Linked DNA regions of Sus scrofa: region 2 is linked to region 1. A link is a contact called in public Hi-C data. All regions are on one chromosome and are shown on one strand. Each heading gives the region's core, a stretch centred on a gene start, on an enhancer-like site or on the middle of the called end of the contact. The rest is flanking DNA. Distances are from core to core; before and after follow the strand shown.

Evidence for each region. A called contact is a pair of places that touch in the nucleus more often than the background predicts.
Region 2: a contact with region 1 is called in a Hi-C map of embryonic fibroblasts, with 1.9 times the contacts expected there. The contact joins two enhancer-like sites. A contact is called at or near these places in 2 of 5 promoter capture datasets (fetal skeletal muscle and liver), 24 of 47 Hi-C or Micro-C datasets (adipocytes, adipose tissue, alveolar macrophages and 15 more) and 1 of 2 datasets of contacts at active chromatin or transcription factors (skeletal muscle).

The regions. Positions count from the first base shown.
Region 1 is chr9:50,034,695-50,038,729 of Sscrofa11.1, reverse strand. All of the region lies in intron 2 of CLMP (CXADR-like membrane protein), which reads left to right. Among named protein-coding and RNA genes, the nearest start is that of HSPA8, 50 kb to the right of the region's middle. Within about 2 kb of position 2,294, at least 10 of the 83 cell types and tissues checked have an H3K27ac peak or open chromatin away from gene starts, as enhancers often do. A contact at or near this core is called in embryonic fibroblasts, where this site is marked.
Region 2 is chr9:50,136,701-50,140,479 of Sscrofa11.1, reverse strand. No RefSeq gene overlaps it. Among named protein-coding and RNA genes, the nearest start is that of CLMP, 44 kb to the right of the region's middle. Within about 2 kb of position 1,894, at least 16 of the 83 cell types and tissues checked have an H3K27ac peak or open chromatin away from gene starts, as enhancers often do. A contact at or near this core is called in embryonic fibroblasts, where this site is marked.

The sequences.
Region 1 (4,035 bases), core at 1,045-3,544:
AAAAGAAGTCATTATCTCAAGAAGTAGAACAGTCTAAAAATACACTTCACAGGGCTTGAACAAGATAAGGAAAAGGAAGAAGAGTTCCGCTATAATCCAAACAATATAATTATGTGGGATATTAAGAACTCAAAGTGCATTTCAAGATGGAATTATATCTGTTCCTAGCTTCCTCTACTTTTCCTTTAAAACATTTATTACCCTTACAGATTTTAGTTATAGATCACATTTAACAGGATTTAATACTTACTTTTCTTTTCTTAGTCTTCTTCACACAATTATAAGCTTCATGAGGGAAAAGCCTAGTTCTGTTTCCTTTACCTTTTCTTTTCTTTTTTTTTTTTTTTTGTCTTTTGGGGGCCACCCTCAACAGCATATGGAATTCCCCAGGCTAGGGGTCAAATCAGAGGTATAGCTCCCGGCCTGCACCACAGCCACAGCAACATGGGATTCTAGCTGCATCTTTAACCTATACCACAGCTCACGGCAACGCCAGATCCTTAACCCACTGAGCAGGGCCAGGGATCAAACCCGCATCCTCTCAATACTAGTCGGGTTCGTTACCACTGAGCCACAGCGGGAACTCCTGCTGTCTTTACTATTATCTTCATAAACCTCAACAGTAGAAAACTGACAAATACTTTATTAATGAATGGATAGATGCTGAATAAATTAATTAATGCTTTCAGATGAGCTTCCTAGAGAATGTGCATGTCCCTCTGAAAAATTAATTAGTTCAGCTTCCGTTTATTATAGGTCTATTTGGTGATAAGCATTGTATAACTACAGATGGGTACCAAAATATCCCTGCCTGAGAAGGCTAATGTCTAGTGGGAGAAAAGATAAGCAAATATACAAGCACAATGAACTAGAAAGACTCTAATAGGTGTCTATCCAGTACTATGGGAAAGGCGATAAAAGAAAGCCAAGCTGTTCAGGCAAAAAGCCACATCCCTGGGCTGCTTCCTTGAAAGAGAGAGAGAGATGTTCCAGGCAGGGCACGTGAAGCTGTGGAGCGTCGCAGCTTCTTGTGGGTGGTGGACAGGAGTGTGTTTTATTAGATACAACCCCCTACCCAGTGCAGAGTCTGGTGTGTGTTCAGTGTAATTGGTGTGTTTAGGAACTAGTTCTCCTGCGGTGGGAGGAGGCAGGTGCAGGAAGCAGGGAGAGTGCAAAGTGGGCTCAGTCCAGATCCTGGAGCACCTTGAACTTCACAAAGGGGTTTCCACCCGATCCTGTAGGCCAGGCTGAGGGCCCTAGAAGTTACGTAGCACAGTGCTTTGCAGACTTTTCCACCCAAGTGCTCCTAGAGGAAGAAGGGCATGCACCTCTGGGGCTTTGGAAAAACAGCCCAGAACAATCTGCCACAAGTGAGCCACTTCTTTAAAGTCTTATTTCAGCTTAAAATGCACATATAGGCGTTCCCGTCATGGCTCAGCCTTTAATGAACCCAATTAGCATCCATGAGGACTCGGGTTCAATCCCTGGCCTTGCTCAGTGGGTTAAGGATCCAGCGTTGCCGTGAGCTGTTGTGTAGGTCACAGATGTAGTTCAGATCTGGTGTTGCTGAGGCTGTGGTGTAGGCCAGGGGCTACAGCTCCAATTTGACCCCTAGCCTGGGAACTTCCATATACTGCGGGTGCAGCCCTAAAAAGACAAAAAAAAAAAAAAAAAAGCACATGAATCTAGTCTTCTATACTAAATATTTTTTAAAATGCAGGGCATTGGAGTTCACACTATGGTGCGGTGGGGTTGGCAGCATCTTGGGAGGGCTGGGACGCAAGTTGGATCCCCAGCCTGGTACAGTGTGTTAAGGATCTGGCGTTTCCACAGCTGTGGCTTAGGTTGCAGCTGCAGCTTGGATCTGATCCCTGGCCTGGAAAACTCCATGTGCCACAGGGCAGCCTAAAAAGAAAAAAGAAAACAAAAAATGTGGGTGTGAGAGGGTTTGGAGGAGTGGAGGTCCCGCTGTGGCATAACAATAGGATCTAGCAGCGGTGTCTCTGGAGGGCTGGGACACAGGTTCTCCCCCTCCCCCCACCTGCTGCCCAGGCAAAGAAAAAAACAGAGGGGTTTTGGGGGGCATAAAATCAGGTCTCCATCTGCTTCTGAATTAATCTCAAAGAATGGTAAGCCAGGTCTGGTGGGAAAACTAGATGAAAACACAGGCTAGTGTTACAACAGCCAAAAGAAAAATCAGAGCTCTTCTCTGAGGGCCACTTTACATAGTATCTCTCCAGAAGCTTCTGTCTCCTGAATGACTCAATTCCTCCTCTCTGTTCCTCTTCTCTTTCCCTTGCAACCCAGCCTTGAGTGGTCACTCCCACTCCAACATCCAGCGCTCTTCCTGCCTCTCTGCCTGGCTCCCCTCTACCTGTCACTCATCCACCCCCCTGAAATGCTGATTCTTTCAGCCCGCAGGGATTACGTCCTGCACTGATTCTCATCATCCATGAGTTGCCATCTCCTCTGAGCTCCTGGGACTTTACAGGATTTGCCAATTTTGTGCTGTCTCATGGTATTCTGATCTTTCACACAACTTATAACTATATTGGGTACTCGGTGAGGGCGGGAATTAGGAATTCCATGTTAATCCTACCCTCGTCTCTTTCACAGAATCCCTGTGACCAGTGGGAACCTAACGTGCTCACACTGTTGGCTCACTGGTTGACACAGGAGTTAGCGGTTAAGGAAATCTGCTTGCGTGTCCCAGGCAGCTCCTGGCAGGGCTCCCCACCAATTTCTCAAGAACAAAAAATCTTCAGATCTCTGCTAGAGTTCTGTAGGGTTCATGCCCCTAGAAGGGTCACAGCTGGAGGCAAACATGATATGCCCAGAAAAGCTGATTCCGGGACGAAGAACCACAGTGGCTTTTAAAGACCACAGAGAAAAATGAAAGCTTTAAACAAATATTTTTCCTATGAAGGCCTCAGTCTCTTGTAGGGTTTCTAAGCTGCAAGCACAGCAAAAGAGATGAGATTGGAGGCCGGAGGGTGCTGGGCTGAACAGGGCTTCATTTATGTTGGGCAGGATGGCTTTGTCCCTAGAGGTGTCTGGACTTCCTTAATGCGTTCTGAAAGCCTGGATTTGTTTTTCCCCAATCCAAACCAAAATAGCTTAAACACAACATGTCTGGTGAGCATGAGGGACGGAAGGAACGAAAAGAAAGACATTGAAAAAAATCCCACACCCTTTTTCTCTATGGGTTCCATAGGTTAACAAAATGCTGATCATTTCCTCATTCCAGATGAGACTTGTTTTCCCACTTTCTGGTACCCTGCTCTCAGACAAGGTCCTATGGGGAAGACAAAAAACATCCTTTCCCCTTTTCTGTGGCTTGCAGCACAGGAGGTTGCAGCAGAAATGCTTTCCAGCAGGGCTGTGACACCCCCCCTCCCCCCCGCCCCCGCCGCTGTTTCGGGAGTTGCCTGAGGACAAGGACACATAATTCTGTTCCCGAAGGATCTTCCTGTGGGGCACACAGTTAGATGGTAATGTCGCAAAGATGACTATCTGTTGAACAGAAGTAGGAGGCTAAAAAGCCACAGGTGTTCCCAAGTTGTTAGCTGTTCTCAAATGTGGAGCAGAGAAAATTGAAGACAAGGGCTGTTCCCTGCCCCCAGTCACTTATTGGTAGGGAGTTGAACACAGGTGTTTTTCTGTTTCCTCCTCAAATGCCATGCAGATGGAAGTAAAGGCATAAAATAGCTGTAAATCCGCCAAGGACAAGAGAATGGGGGAGGAAATAGAGGGGAGAGAGACATGTCGACAGGTATTTGGATGAAGGGACGCAGATGAGGAGAGAACTGACTTACAGGTCCTGGGGGCTGAAACACGCTGCTTCTGGAGGGGAGCCCGCTCTGGAAGGTTCAGGAACTGAAGCTACGTTGGTTCAGGAGAAAACTGAGCTGAGGTATGTTCCTAAAGCTGGGGGATCTGTTTAAAAGGTCTTTTTCACTGTGAGCTGTGGTGTAGGTCAAAGACATGGCTCGGACCTGGCGTCGCTGTGGCTGTGGTGTAGGCCGGTGGCCACTG
Region 2 (3,779 bases), core at 645-3,144, 100 kb before region 1:
AATCAGTACTTTTGCCTAGAATTGATTCCAACTGGGCAGAATTAGAGAATCACTGTCACGCTGGCTTCCTGGAGTCCAGAATGGTTGAATGATTCAGAGAGGAATTGCTCCGAACCGCAGGCTCTGGAGAGGCTGGAGAGGAGAGGGGTCCTTGTGGATTTTCAGCATTTTTAATTCAGTATTTCACATTAAGAGTATTTTAGATTCCCAGATTTTAGGAGTTCAGGCTTCTCTTATTTTAGAAGTCTTGCTTTTACATAAGTGTTTCTCACATCGTTGGAGACAAAACCTCACTTGCCTGAGCATACTGGGTAGAGTCAGACGCAACCCTCTGGTACCACCCACGGCTTCCGGTGCCTCCACACGTGAACCCTCCACAGGCATACTTTCCAGTTTAGGAACTTGGAAAATCTTCTAAAAAGTCATCAGTGCTGCCCTGTGCATCTCAGCCTACTGCTTAAAGCCCAAACTCTTATCCAAACATCGAAGTCCTCCAACAGGTGACCTACAGGGAATCTAGCCCCCACCCGCCCTCCTACCGGTATGTCCCGTCGCTCCCTCCATGTCCCAATTAGACCGTCCTAATCTCCTGTTCCACTTACTTGCTTCAATCCCTTTTGACAGTTGCCGTAAAGCTAACAAGTCGTTGTTGATCAGCCGCTGGGCATCAGCCACTATACCCGATGTTTCCACACTTTGGCCGTTCAATCCTCATGATAAGGCCACAAGGTCTTTGTCAAATAAGGAATTTGATTCAGAAACTTGTGGTTTGATGGTAAGTGTTGGGCTGAATGTGATTCTAAAACTCCAGATTTTCTCACTACAAACTGTCTGCCTTCTCTTGATGTATCTTCCTGGCTCAATGTCAAATCCTATGTGTGCCCAGGGCCCAGAACTGATCTGCTCCCTCTGACACCTTCTCCTGGCTCTTTAGAGACACTGCCCTCCTCGGACCTCACAGCTCTTACTGACACTTCAGTACTGTACACAGGGTCTTGAATTTTGTGTGTATTTCATGCGTGTGTGTAGTATTTCTCCAGCTCTCCTGAAAATGCCTTCGTCGTGCATTGCCAGTTGTGTTCACTCAGTGCAGTGCACAAAGTAGGTGCTGAATAACTATCGGTTGAGGAACATGATGCTACTGGATGTGTCTAATACCATGCCTGCTGCGGTCTGTCTCCCACACTTGAACTAATTCGGGAAAACATCTAGCCGGCTTATGAAAAAGCAGACAGATGCTTAACAAACACATGGAGTCTTGTGCAGAGGATAAAGGGAGAGAGTCAAGGTTTGAAAGTCTGAGAGGCTTCACCTATTGACAACGATTATAAAGAACAAAAAGTAAAGAGAGAGTTGTGATTGTAATCAAATGCTAAATGGAGATTCAGGCACCAGCCATGGGGCCATAAAATAGGTCCAGTCCTCCCAGAAAAGTGCCCGGGGAAAAACAACTGTCTCGGAGAACATCCATCGTGCTTACCTACAAACATGAATTTAGCATTGACTCAGTGTTGGCTTGGGAGGTGGGAGAAGCTGCAGACGTCATTATCCTACCGGAGTCCATTTCTACAGAGATCCACCAAGTGAGAGACACCAGCCAATTTACGGGATATTAAAAGCAATAGACACAGTCACCCTGTGAGGAGCATTGGGACTGCCAGAACTGAATCAGTGAATTATTCATGAGGCAGATTCTAATTTTTTACTTTACAAAACCACAGACCCAGCCCATGGCAGAAGCAGCAGTTTTATGCTGCCATTTAAGAGTCTGTCTGAAATTGTACGTGTCTTATTTTAACAATTCCCAAAATGTTACAGCAACAGGGAGTTCAGCCCTTAAGCTGGCTAAAGACCCGCCCCCTCGGCTCTCTTCTCTGTCTCTGTGATCCAGCCCAGCCCACGTCCCCAGGATGAGTCAGGCTAGGAATAGGCTGTCGGGCTCCTTCCCCCCAGCACAGCATATCTTTGGTGGCGAGTTGACTTTCTCAGCTCCAGTGACCTCTGGAGGAGGAATGAATCTCTTCCAGGGACGGAAGCGAAAGCCGAACCAGCTATAGAAGCAAAATGAATTCACCCACAGAGGAGTCCGTTGGCCAGTGATGTATGTTGTTCATTTCCTGTGTGAGAAGGAGCACCAGAGTACAGCATCCATGTGTGAGTAATGAATTAATTAATAAATGAAGTCACAGTTCTCCACAAACTAAGTGCCGGGTTGAGATGCTGAAAAAGGCATCCATAATGGCAGAGCTGCCGTTACTGAGGACTGCTGTGGGCTGACCACTCCTCGTAAGTGCTTGTCCTGAATTATCTCATTTCACCCTCCCAACCCTAACCCTATCCCCACTGTACAGAGAAACAGATTAATTTGCTTGCTTGGCTTGAGGCAAAGGTAGGATTGGAACAGAGGCCTTCTCACTCCATAATTCAAGCTCTTTAACTCATGCTCCACAGTCAGATCTACAAAACATTTAGGACACACACCGAGGAAGGAAATGGCACACTCATTCATGGCCCCTTGAGGGCAGGGATCACACCATGGCTTGGATGGAGTGGGGGCCATCCAGTGGCAGTGCCATGCTGGTGTCACAGTATGAGGAAAGCTATGAAAGCTGTCAGCCTGGCTTCCTTGGGTGGATGAGCAGGGGTTAGATAATGCTTCCTGGGGAAGGCACTGCTTGTCAAATTTTGAAGCACATGTGCAAATTAGAATCGGAAAAGAAGCGTGTGGTAGATTGGTAGCAAAAATGCCCACAATTTTTCACTCCTCCTGCATTCTTGCCCCTTGACCTGGCAGCCCTTCTCATGGGAAAGCAGAGCCTGTTTCTCATACCTTGAATCTTGGGACTTGCTCTGGACAATAAAGTATAGTAGAAGTGATATGGTGCCTGTTCCAAGCCTTGACCTCAAGAAGCCCCACGTGTTTTCTCTCTCTCGTGAACCTTGCTACTGACATGTGAAATACCTGAGCTAGCACCCCCCATGATGACATACCACATGATCCAGTCACGCTTGCCAACCCAGCCAGCAACCCCCCAACCATCTAATATAAAAGTGAATCCATCCTAAACCAGCCAGCTCCCAGCCAACCCACCAGCCGACTGCAGAGACCAGAGCGAGCTCATCAAGGTCAGCCAGGCCAGGCCCAGATAAGCAGAACTGCCCAGCTGACTTCTGGCCTCACAAGCAAAGGGCAAAATTTTATTGTGTTATGTCACTGAGGTTCTGTGGTGGTTTTTTCTACAGCAGGATTATCATAATGGAGGTAGTAGTCTCTTTTACACAACTGAAACCAGTGTGGTGCAGACTGCATTGTAACACTACTACACTTTGCTTGTTTTAGAAGAGAATGGGAGTGCCTGCTGTGTTTCAGTGGGTTAAGAACCTGATGTAGTGTCTGTGAGGATGCAGGTTCCATCCCTAGCGTTACTCCGTGGGCTAAGGATCCGGCGTTGCCACAAGCTGCAGCATAGGTCATCGATGTGGCTTGGATCCAGTATTGCCATGGCTGTGGCATAGACTGGCAGCTGCAGCTTCTGTTCGACCCCTAGCCTGGGAATTTCCATATGCAACAGGTATGGCCCTAAAAAGAAGAGAAAAAAAAAAAAAGAATGCAAGATTCAGTTGGTCCAGGACAGGGTATCTTAAACTTGACACTATTGACATGTACCCAATCATTCCTGCAGAGGCTGCTCTGTGCATTACAGTATATTTACCAGCATCCATGGCCTATACCCACTAGAGGTACCCATTAGCATCTCTAGTTGTGACAATTAAAAAAA